3 separate regions of the Gossypium arboreum genome follow, and regions 1 and 3 are each linked to region 2. Evidence: chromatin contacts called from public Hi-C data. All regions are on one chromosome and are shown on one strand. The core of a region is the stretch at or near the end of the contact, and the rest is flanking DNA. Distances in the headings are between cores, read along the strand shown. Region 1 holds the start of LOC108480259 (B3 domain-containing protein REM16). Region 2 holds the start of LOC108480188. Region 3 holds the start of LOC108483628.

What was found. Hi-C and Micro-C count contacts between places; a contact is called where the count stands out from the background.
Region 1: a Hi-C map of leaf shows a contact between it and region 2, with 3 times the contacts expected there. The contact joins the promoter of LOC108480259 here to the promoter of LOC108480188 in region 2. A contact is called at or near these places in 2 of 5 Hi-C or Micro-C datasets (both in leaf).
Region 3: a contact with region 2 is called in a Hi-C map of leaf, with 2.3 times the contacts expected there. The contact joins the promoter of LOC108483628 here to the promoter of LOC108480188 in region 2. A contact is called at or near these places in 2 of 5 Hi-C or Micro-C datasets (both in leaf).

Annotation. Positions count from the first base shown.
Region 1 is chr1:77,068,128-77,071,885 of ASM2569848v2, reverse strand. It overlaps LOC108480259 (B3 domain-containing protein REM16), which reads left to right and starts at 1,871. Exons shown (of 6, transcript XM_053029141.1): 1 at 1,871-2,321; 2 at 2,733-3,274; 3 at 3,757-3,758.
Region 2 is chr1:77,345,851-77,349,722 of ASM2569848v2, reverse strand. LOC108480188 reads left to right here and starts at 1,401. Exons shown (of 10, transcript XM_017783090.2): 1 at 1,401-2,301; 2 at 2,426-3,574; 3 at 3,714-3,872. The coding sequence starts at 1,540.
Region 3 is chr1:76,886,023-76,889,838 of ASM2569848v2, reverse strand. LOC108483628 reads right to left here and starts at 1,315. Exons shown (of 2, transcript XM_017787122.2): 1 at 1,123-1,315; 2 at 1-828. The coding sequence starts at 797. The coding sequence ends at 87.

The sequences.
Region 1 (3,758 bases), core at 622-3,121, 280 kb after region 2:
TGCGGTACAGTAAATGTGATGCTCAACGGTTTCCATTATTAAACAACCCATTAATAATTACAACTGCTACCGTGCCGACCCGAGTTTGACTTCTACTATGCCGGAACATCTGTTCTTTGCCTGAGAGTCCTCTTGTGTTCACCTCGGTGTCAGCCATCAGATAAGAATGAAATGTTAAATATACCGACTGTCTGGAAATAAAGAAAAAATTACATTGATTACATCAGAAATCCTTTCGTTTTCCCCTATTATTTTTGGCCTCAATCTTATGTATGATATATATAAGGCATCATTTGCGGGTATCCAAAAAGCTTGAACTCGTGGCTACAAAACGACCATCAACTAGCCCCTAGTTATACTTGAAACTGTGACCACGTCACGGCCGTCAACAGGGACCTCCACCTAGACATCAACCGGTGACCATATCAAGCACTATCACCCCAAATCCTAACTTCCTTAGGATGGGTTTATGAGGTAATGGTTCTTTCCGCCATGAAATATGAAATATATCTGTTCTAAGGCACATTATTACATTCTCGACCCCTCAAATCTACTTATAAATTTTTTGCAATTTCACCTCTAAACTCTGACCCTAAACCCTTAAAAAATCCTAACCCTAACAAAACCCCTCTACCTAACAAAATAAAAAACCCTAACCCTAGGAGAGAGAGGGGGAAAGCGCGTCCAGCTAGGCATGTTTTCCCTTTCTCTCTCTAAAAATGACTTATTTCTCTAAATTTGAAAAAAAAAACGACCTAAAAGGCCAAATAAAAAAATTTGGCATATATTGTTAATTTACCGAAGGAATACCAACAAAACTTGAGAGGATACCGAAAATTATGAAGGTTAACAATTTTTGGTTTGTTTTAGTAACTTTTTTCATTTATTTAATTTTTCACATTAAAAAAGTATCATCAAATATAATTTTTCAATACCAAAATTTGGCATTACAAATTTAAAATTTAATGATTATAATTTTTCCGTAAAAAATTTCATTAAAATTTCATTATATTTAAGAATAATATTTTTTACTCAAAACTATATATCGTACCAAATTCTTTTTTTGAAACAATATGAAAAATTATGAGATAATATAAAAAAGAATATAAAAATTCTAAGAAATATAAAAATTATGATAGAATACAAAAAAATTATGATGAAATATAAAAAAATTGAAGTAAAAAAATTTACGAGAGAATATTAAAAGAATATGAGATAGTATCAAAAAAATGAGGAGATATAAAGTTTGGTTCTCTTAATAAATTTATTTTATTTTATTTACTTAATTATTATAAAAAACACCAAAAATTATGATAATATATAAATTATTAACTTGTAATCTATTCAATAGATATAGTGTCTAAAAAACCTATTCAATAGGTAAAAGTTTATCATAATTTCTTTTTGAGTAAATTACACTAACAGTCACTCAATTTTGATGCAGTTGGCAAAACAACCACTCTGATTTTAATTTAACCACTCAACTTTTGAAAAATAACAAATCGGTCATTTTAACCATTTTTATTACAAACCTAACAGAAAAGTGACATGGCATCCTACTGTGTAAATGACCCCAATTTAAAACCTTAGCTGGGTTGGGCAGTAAAAGAAAAAGAACCAAAGAAGAAGAATGAAAAAAAAGAGGAAGAGGAGGAGGAGGAGAATTAGAGAAAAAGTATAGAGTAGTTCAACAGCAGCATGAGGTTGTGGATCACGGTAACGACAGTGGACAAGCTTCACAGAGAATAGTTCCAATGACGAGAAGGATCGAGAACTTTCCTTCACCATATTTAACTAAATGCACCATCTCATCTCATTTTGAGGTCATTTCCATTTCTTTTTCTTGTACTCATTATTATTATTATTATTATTGCGAACATTTAATAACCTAATCTTCTGTTTTATCACTCAAAAAATACCAACACAGCGAAGACATCTAATATCATATCTATCTTAGCAAGGAAATCCGAAGGGGAATGAAAATGAGTCTCCAAATCCAAACTCAATCCTTGTCGACACACTTCCTTCCACCCTTCCCTCCAAAACCCAAATTCCTTCAAGCAAAACCCAAACCCTCATTCAAATTATGCTCCTCGCTCTCCACTGTTTCAGTCCCACCAACAAAAACCAGCCACAAGTCATTTCCCGCTGAGGTTTCCAAGACCATAATGGAAATGTTTTTTATAGGGACCCTTTCCACTTTAGCTTAAGATGGGTGGCCATTGAGTGTTGGTGTAAGCCTTGTTGTCCATGCTGAGGGCACCCCTATTTTGTGCTTGCCTCAACCTTCTCCTGGGAACCGCTCCACCCTTAATGTTCAGGTAAATTTCTTTTATATCCATATGTCTCTATTTAAACTTCTTTTTGGATAGATATTGACATAATTTACATGTTTATATTTGGATGTTTTTATTCATATTTGGGTAGCTGGTTGTGATATTTCTACAGTTAGGTTGCAATATTTGTTTCTGATTTTGGCAATATTGGAAGTTGTGGTTTGGCAACATAACAATGTAGCTTAGAGGGTATAAATTGGAAGTTGTGGTTTGGATTTTGGCCTGGGTTTTGGTCTATGACAAAAAATATTAATGAGTAATTAATTTATCACTTTTTAATAATGTTAATGATTATTATTTTTCAAAAATTAAGTGATTAAATTAAAATTAAAGTGATAATTTTATCATTTGTATCAAAATTGAATAACTGATAGTGTAATTTATTATTTTTTTAAGCTCACAGCAGAACCGGCCACCCACTTCTAGTCCCTTATCCGGACCAAACATGATGGGGTTGTGGAAACCAGACCAAACGGCGCTGTCCCCGAAGTTGAAACGTGGGAAATGTTAACTGCCAAGTGCCATGTTTTCTAAACTATTTGTTATGTTCTTAATCCACTCCATAACAAAAAAGGCTCGCCCTTTAAGACGTCCTTATAAAGAGACTCCTGCCCTACGGGTCCACTACTCCAGCTCAGTCTCAGTCTCAGTCTCAGTCTCAGCTCCACCAACTCCATCCTTCTCTCTGGTACAAACAATTCGATCATCTTTACTAATTTTTGTTTGCTTTAGTTTTAACTTCTCAGTAATGCCTTTGGCTTCTTCAGTGACCCAGAATTTTAAAACTAAATGAACTATAATAGCAAAGCATTTATTTCAGAATGATGAAAACCAGCCTGCAGATGAATTGTACTTTTCATAGCTAATAACTTACAACTTTTGGGTTTTTCTTTTTATTTTCTTCCATTTTCTTTGACTTCTGGGTTGAACCCATTAAGGTGAGCAGTCTGCTTCCTTCTTTAGATAGATCTTCTGTTGGTAGTGCAAAAAATATTCAGTTGGGGAAAATTCTCTTACTGTTGCAGGAAATATTTTTGATTGTGGAAAATTCTCTGCTGTTTTAAAAAACTGACACTATTATTTTAATAGTAGGTTCTTCTTCTCTTTTTCTCTTGTCTGTTTCTTTTTGCAGTTTTTTGGGTCAAAATTTTTCGACTAATTTTTTGTTTTTTTTTCCCGATTCTTTTCTAGAAAACCTTTATAAATATAGAAGTTCTGTGTTAACGTTAGGGGCGATCTTCACTACAAGATTACGGCGAATTTACTTCTAAGACAGCCATTTTTAGATGCCACAGTGATTATTTTATATGTTCACATTTAGTTTATTTTCGCTGCTAATGATTTTGTTTTGCAGTAGGATATTTCTATCATCTCTAACACTTTCTATTGTTTTGTTGATCATCTGAGTTCTGAGTTGCAGTT
Region 2 (3,872 bases), core at 152-2,651:
TTGTAGTGTCTTTGGTGGATTCTTATGCTTTTTCTTTTAATGTGTTGATTTTTTATTTTCTCAAATTTTCTTAAAGCAGAATTGCAAAATTTGTCCCTAAGTTTTTTCTTTTCTTTTTCATTGTTATTTAATTTTTTTCTTTTTCTGAATGTCGCCCACATTATTGAAATTTTTGTCAAAAAAATTCAATTTTAATTAACAACTTTGTTAACTAGCATGACATCTTATTTGATGATTTTACTAATGCCATTACTGATGTAATGTGACACCTCATTTGATAACTTTATTGATGCGGCATGACATATCATTTATCATATAGTATTTTGGATTAAAATTATAAAAATTAAGTATTTAAAATTTTATAAAAATATAAAAAATTATAAAAAAATGTAAATAATTTATTGAAAAATTTGAGTCAAAACGTGATATTCTTTATGCATTGATCATCATTGATAACAATGGGTCCCCTCAATTGATTAAGAATGCATAGGAGGCGATGCCAGAGGCCACACTTTAATTATGGAATTGAGTTTGTTTGATGGGTCTTGAGGCAGTTCATGCTCCAGTGCCATTGATAGTTAAGGATGCAAGTGTAGGGATCGTGGAGGATGTATGACAATGTTGATGCAAATTGCAAGGCGTGAAGAGCGAGATAGTTTAGTAGATGTATCGTTTTTCTATTAGAATTGGTGTGTATTGATAACGTTATATTTCAATGTATTATTTTAAATTTATCAATATTTTTTAAAAAATATTTAATATATATATAAATATTTACAAATATCAAATGATTATATTAAATAAATTTTAATATAAAATATTCATGCACCAATCGGTACATAATGTTTCAGGAAAAGTTTGTATTATTCATTAATATAATGATAAAAATTATAAATTTTATATTATTTAATATTATTCATGTATAAGTAAGTGGAACGGTACATATTGATATAATGGTTGGAACCGACTACATTAGTAAAGAAAGTAAAAAAGTGATGCGGGAACCAAGTGAAGTTAGGGTTTTAGGTGATTTGTTGGATGACAAGATTAGAATTAATGAAAGAGTAAGGAAAAACACGGTGGCAATTTTGTTGAACATAGTTAATGATACGACAAGAAAAGGGACGAAAGAAGTGAAAAAAAGAGAGCTGGATTACTTATTTGAGTAATTTTAGACCCAAGTCAAGTTAATTTTGAGTTGGATTGAAAATAAATTCAGGTTGAAATCATATCGACTTCAGGTGAATTTGAGTTTTGTTGATAAAATCAAGTTAAATTGAGTTTAAATTCATCATATCGGATTTTTGATTTGTTTGTAGAGAGTATTAAACCCATTTTAATTAGGCCCAAGGTTTAAAATTGAAAGGCCTGGTATTGGAAGGGACAAAAAGGTTGGCATATGCGGCTAGAAAATTCCATTTTTATAGACCGTCCTTACCATCTATATATATAAACAACCATTTTCCTCCCGCCATCCTCTTGAACAGCGGCTTCAACGGAATTTCCCAATCTTTTCCTTTATTTTTTCGAATTAAAATTATGCTTCGTTACTGCTTAAGATCTCGTCGGCGTTGCTATCTTCATTATACGCGACGGTTTTCCTCCTTTTCTCCCAACTCCGTTGAATCCCCTAACAATCTCAAAAACCGGCAACCCGTCCCTTCCCAATCACCGCCGCCGCAAAATTTTCAAACTCAGCTTTCAACTCGCCCTTCTGCAACGGTTTCTCTTTCTCGAAATTCCGTTTTGGCCCTCTCCGCCACTCTCCTCTCCGCTATCGTTGCTTCCGTCGCTGTTTTATCTGCCAATAAAGGCAATGAAGCCTCCGGCGGTAACGGTAACCCTAGCCCTAGGAGAAGTCCTCTTTACGACTCAATCGAGCACACGATGCAAAAATCGAACGAGTCCTTCAGGAGGATCGTCCACCAAGCCAAACAAACCAGCGTTGCCGCCTCTGTTTTGTGGCAATCGTTGAGGTCGGTGATGTCATCCGCAAACCACGAAGTTCGGGCTGGGTTCGAGCTACGCGTGGCGTCTTTGCTTGCGGACATTGCCGCTGCCAATGCGAGCCGCAGAGCGGCGATTGTGAACGCTAGTGGCGGCGCGGTAGTTGATTGGCTCCTGGAGACGGTAGCAGTGGGCAAAGCAGATGTTTGCGGCAGTCAGGCTGAGGCGGCGAGGGCATTGGCTTACTTAATTGCGGATCCCGACGTGCGCAAAGACGTGCTTGGAAGACCAGGCGCCGTTTCCTATCTGTTGAGGTTCATTTTTTCATGTCAACCTCAAAATAAATCTAAAAGGGTACGTGTTTATTTCTTTTTGTTATATACTGATTATGAAAATGTAACTTTTTTGCACCCTAATCTTGTTGGTGCTTCTAAGTTTTTTGTTTTACCATTGATAAATAGCTTTTGTGTGGGAGCAGCATTCGGGTCGTAGTTCATTCGATATTTCTGATTCTTTGAAAGGTAGAAGTATGCTTGTGGCTGCTATAATGGATATTGTTACATCCAATTGTGAGTGTGTAGAAAAGGAATCTTTTAAGCCTTGGCTACCGGGAAATGCAGAAATGAGAGATATTGCTGCAGCTGTTCAAGTTATTGAAGAAGGTGACATGCATTTAGACGAGGGAGAGAGAAATGATGATGATGATGATGGTGGAAGAGGGATGAAAGGGATTGGAATTAAAATTCTTGAAGGGACGACTGCTATAGGGCTGTCGAGAACATCTGAGCATATGACATTAGATCATTCAAATGATACCCCTTCAGAATTAGATAGGGATACTCCGAGAACACTTGCATTGATGAATAAGCATGGTAGTTCAGTGGAACAAGCCAATTTGTCAGCTGCTGTTGTTCCTGGTCTTTGGGATGATTTGCATTCTCAGCATGTTGCTGTGCCTTTCGCTGCGTGGGCATTAGCCAACTGGGCAATGGCGTCGGAGATCAATAGGTCTCATATTGAAGAATTGGATCGAGACGGAGAGGCTGTCATGTGTGCTTTACTAGCACCTGAGAGATCTGTGAAATGGCATGGTAGCTTGGTGGCTCGGTTGCTATTGGAAGATCATAATCTTCCCTTAAATGACTCTGTCTCTGATTGGGCATCCAGTCTTCTTTCTACTGCTTCACATGCAAGCAAAAATGAAGACATTTCCTTATCTCAAATGGCTTTATCGGCTTTTATAGTTGCTGTTGAGAGGAGCCACCAAGCTCGGAGGACTGTAATGGAGAAGGGTCTTGAACTGATGAGGGTAACTGCAAAGATAACATCAAAGCATCAGCAGGTTCAAGAAGCTCTTGCAAAAGCTTTGGAATTGCTCTCAACTGAGGACTCGCATTTATCTATTGAAGAAAGTCAAAAGTGGTCTGGTATTCTGCTTTCTTGGGTTTTTGGAAAATCTTCCTCCAATGAAATTCGGTCCTCTGCCATAAGAATTCTTTCTTGCATTCTAGAAGACCATGGTCCATCTTCTGTTCCAATTTCTCAAGGTTGGTTAGCTCTTCTGCTGAATGATATCCTGGTCTCCAGCAAGCCATCATCTGTTAAAGAAGGCATCGACAAAGTCAAGGTTCGAATGTGTACCTTTTGTTTTTAATTGCTTTCATTGTTATATGCAAATTTAACCTCAGTATGGACATGTTTTGAAGGCTAAGAATAGATTTTAGTAACTTCAACTTAAATTACTCATGATCTGTTGAAATTTGCAGACTCAGATAGACCAGTCTAACATTCTTTCAGCTGGACAGACTACTAATCAATTAGCAGTTGCTGTCGTTAATATGGCTGGAAATTGGTTAACCGGTTCTGTTGATACATTCCCCCTGGCAGATCTTCTTTCTCTTGATCCTTTTGCTGGACCATTTAAA
Region 3 (3,816 bases), core at 66-2,565, 460 kb after region 2:
AAAATGCATTTATTAGATTTACACAAGATATCGGATTGGCACTCCTAAAATAAGTTAGCAATTTATGCTTTGATAGCAGATATGGTCTATTGGTAAATCATTGCAAAGATAACACAAACAATGATAAACAGAAACAGCATCTTCAGATAATGATCCTGCTGGCCTTGTGCGGTGCGATGATGATGGTGGTGGTGGTGATGATGGTATCCATGAGCATGGCCACCATGATATGAACTTGGAAAGCCATATGGAAAACCAGCAGCTGGACCAAACATAGCCGCATCAGGAAATCCATGGACCTGAAGGTTAAACAAGGATGGGATAAGACCACCAAAAGCAGCAGAGAGAGTGAAATTCCCAAATCGAGCGGTTGCCATTGGTGCAAAACCTCCCAAGCCTCCCATGAACCCGAACCCATTTTGGGGAAACTGAATAGGTGGTGGTGGAGGAGCCGTTTCAGGTCTCTGTCCAGCTGGACGATTCGGAATATTAACACCCGGAATAGATTTGGACCTAGGATCAGTAGATGATTTCCCCCTTCCATACAAGGGAACCAATTTTTGTTCCTCAACAAGGGCTTTACAAACAGGACATTCCTGAGAACGGGAATGAATATGAAGCCATTTGTAAAGGCAAGGCCAGCAGAAAAGATGCCCACATAAAGTGACAATAGGGTCTTGAGCTAAGTCAAAGCAAATATTGCACTCAAAATCACCAGCATCACCATTAGCATTACTGGTGGAGCAAGATGGATTGTGGGGAGAATGGCTCGCTGATTCCCCAAACCCACCTGCCATTTCTTTTCCTAGACCTCCGAAACTCCGATTCCTACAAAAATCGAATTGGAACCAAAACAAACACCAATCATAAAATTCACCAGTATCAGAAAATTGCAGGAATTTCCCCAAAAATTGAAGGCTGTAATATAAAAACCAAAGCCTCTAAAGACTCAAATCATCTCAAATTCAAAAAAACCTCAGATCTCTTATGAAAATCAGCCTAACTAATTAAAACAAAATCTTTCCCGATTAATTAACGACAAAAATCGCGATTCAACGGCAATAAAAAAACAAATCTAGCTTTTTAAAATATAATGAAGAGAGAGAAATATGAATTACTGACCTTCAAAGAGATATTGAAGAGATAGAAGGACCGATCGATATGGCAATCGACCGATCCAAAGAAGTCAAAAATAAATAAATAAATAAAAAGAAAAAAGATGAAGATCGCAGAAGAAAACTCTTCGAAGAAACTTGGTATTTATTTACCGACGCGTTAACAGCTAAAAGATTCCCATCGTTCCTCTTTCCTATGTTTTAATACGCAATAGCGTTTGAGCTTTTGAATCCCCACGTGGCAACAATCTGTAGGTTCATTTCTCTTGACTCCTTGATGACCCGTTATTAGATTGCGCCTGTGGTTTGGATAGGCAACTACCGGCGTTAGAATGTTAACGCGTAAACGCTACGCTCCAATTATCGCATTGACTTTGTCCTTTTTTTATTAATATAGCATTTGATACCTGAGTTTGTCTTTTATATTCAATTTGGTACATGAGTTTGGCTTTAAGGTCTAATTTGATACAAATGGTATTATGTGGTTCAATGAATATTTGACATATGAACTCTAGTAAAAAAGTGACAAAAAATAAAATTAAATATTGAAGCTAAAGTTGGGTAATTAGGACCAAAAGAACTCAAATATCAAATTGAAAAGTTTAAGCACCAAATCGAACATTGAAGCCGAACTTAGATACTGAATTGAAACAAAAATACTTAAGTAGCATGTTAAACAATTAAATCAAATTCAAGTACTAAATTATATTTAAACCCTTATTAATTTTAAGAATTTAAAAAAAATGGCTCAGGTACCGGACTAATCCTTAATATAGCCAAATTTTTTGTTTTTACGTTAGGTAACTTGTACGTAAAGATATATGTATTTATATAATTTATTTTAATAAAAATTTAATTTTATATAATTAATTTAAGTAATCATTACTAAAAGATAAGGAATGTTAGATTTCTATGGGCATGGTCTCTCAAAATAGATGTAAATAAATTAGATATATTATAAATGCAATAAATAATAATATTATTTCGAATTCTAAAATAAGTATTTGCGTAATTGCTAATAATATTTTTGTTTTGATAATCATACTTGAAAGTAATTGTGAATAGGTTGTTTTAGTTAATATTATTAGTAAAATAATTAATTATAATTATTTTTAGTTTAAATATTATATAAATAATAATTAATCACATTTAAAATTTTTATTTGGATAGAATTATATCTAAAGTAATTTTTAATATGTTATTTTAATTAATATTAATTATTTTTAGTTTAAGCATTATATTATAATATTTTATCATATTTACTCGAGAATGTGGAAGAATAAAACTACCCGCATGATTAGATTTTAGGCATCATACTTCTAAGACCAATATAATAAAAATACTGACAATAGTTCATAAATGTTTAATGCGTAAATTTATTGAGTTATCAATTCAAAATATTTTTTTATTCAATGAAGAATTTTTTAAATTTTTTTCAATATCATAGAATTATATTTAACGTTGTTAGTAATATAGATCTAATTTAACTATTAGTTAGTTAGCAGATGTAGCAGTTAGTCTGTTACACCTATGTTAGTTCTCAATTCTGTTATTTCTCTTTTCTTTTTTAAGTTGTATATAACTAAGCCTTTGAATGGTGAAAAAGAACTCTTAACAATTCCCTTACACTCCTTTTCTACATGGTATCAGATGTAAAATTCTCTTGCATTTTTCTACATTTTCTCGCTTCCCAAACACTCTGTTTCTTTGATTTTCATTGGTTTCTTTCTTTCCAATGGCACTCTATGATCCTACACTACCTTCTAGTCCTTATTACCTTCATCCAAATGAAAATCTAGCCTTAGTTCTTGTTTTTCCTGCCTTATCAAGCTCGAATTATCATTCTTGGTCTCGAGAAATGAAACTGGCGCTCTTATCCAAGAACAAGCTTCAATTTGTTGATGGCACAATCACAATGTAAGGCCCAAATTTTACCCTTAGTCCAAATACAATACCCAAACTCAATTTATAAACCCTAATAGCCCAAGCCCACTATGTTAAAAAAAAAAATTTCAGCAGCCACCAAAGTTTTTAGCCGCATGCCTTCAGCCACCAGCCTTCTCACGCGCGCCACCACCGCTCGGGGCGCCAATCACCGGCCTTCCACGCGTCTGACACTCCCATGACCTGCAAACATTTGGAAAAGAGGAAAATTGGCAGCAAGAAGAACAAGTAGTAGCAGAGAATAAAACAACAATATTTTAATATGGGAATCGGCTATAAAGCCGAAATGAAACTGATTATAACGGGAGGGCGACGCACATTTGAATAAAAGAACAGAACAAAATTTAAAGGTTGATCTCTGATTTATTTTTTTCTTTGTTTTCATTTCGTTCTTTCATCTCTTTAAATTTTTTTTTATTTATACTACAAATCTATAAAAACAAAAAAGGGTATAAAATCAAAGAAGGGGACTTACCCGAATCGAAGTGACCGTCGTTGGAGATCGCTCCTCCGTCGTCGGATTCGACCCAAAGAGGTCGTAGGGGGTTCTTTCTTTGGATCTTCTTTGGTCGGGGAAGTTTTCGCTGTTGAGTTCGCCTTAAACAGGGGCTTGAAAGCCCGGTTTACACCCTAACCACCGCCTGTGGTGGCGCTGCGGTGAAGGCGGCAATGAAGGTTCTAAGAACCCTAACCGAAATGAGCAGGGAGAGGGAGAGAGGGTAAAGGCCCTCTGTTTTCTTTTTTCTTTTTTAAAATA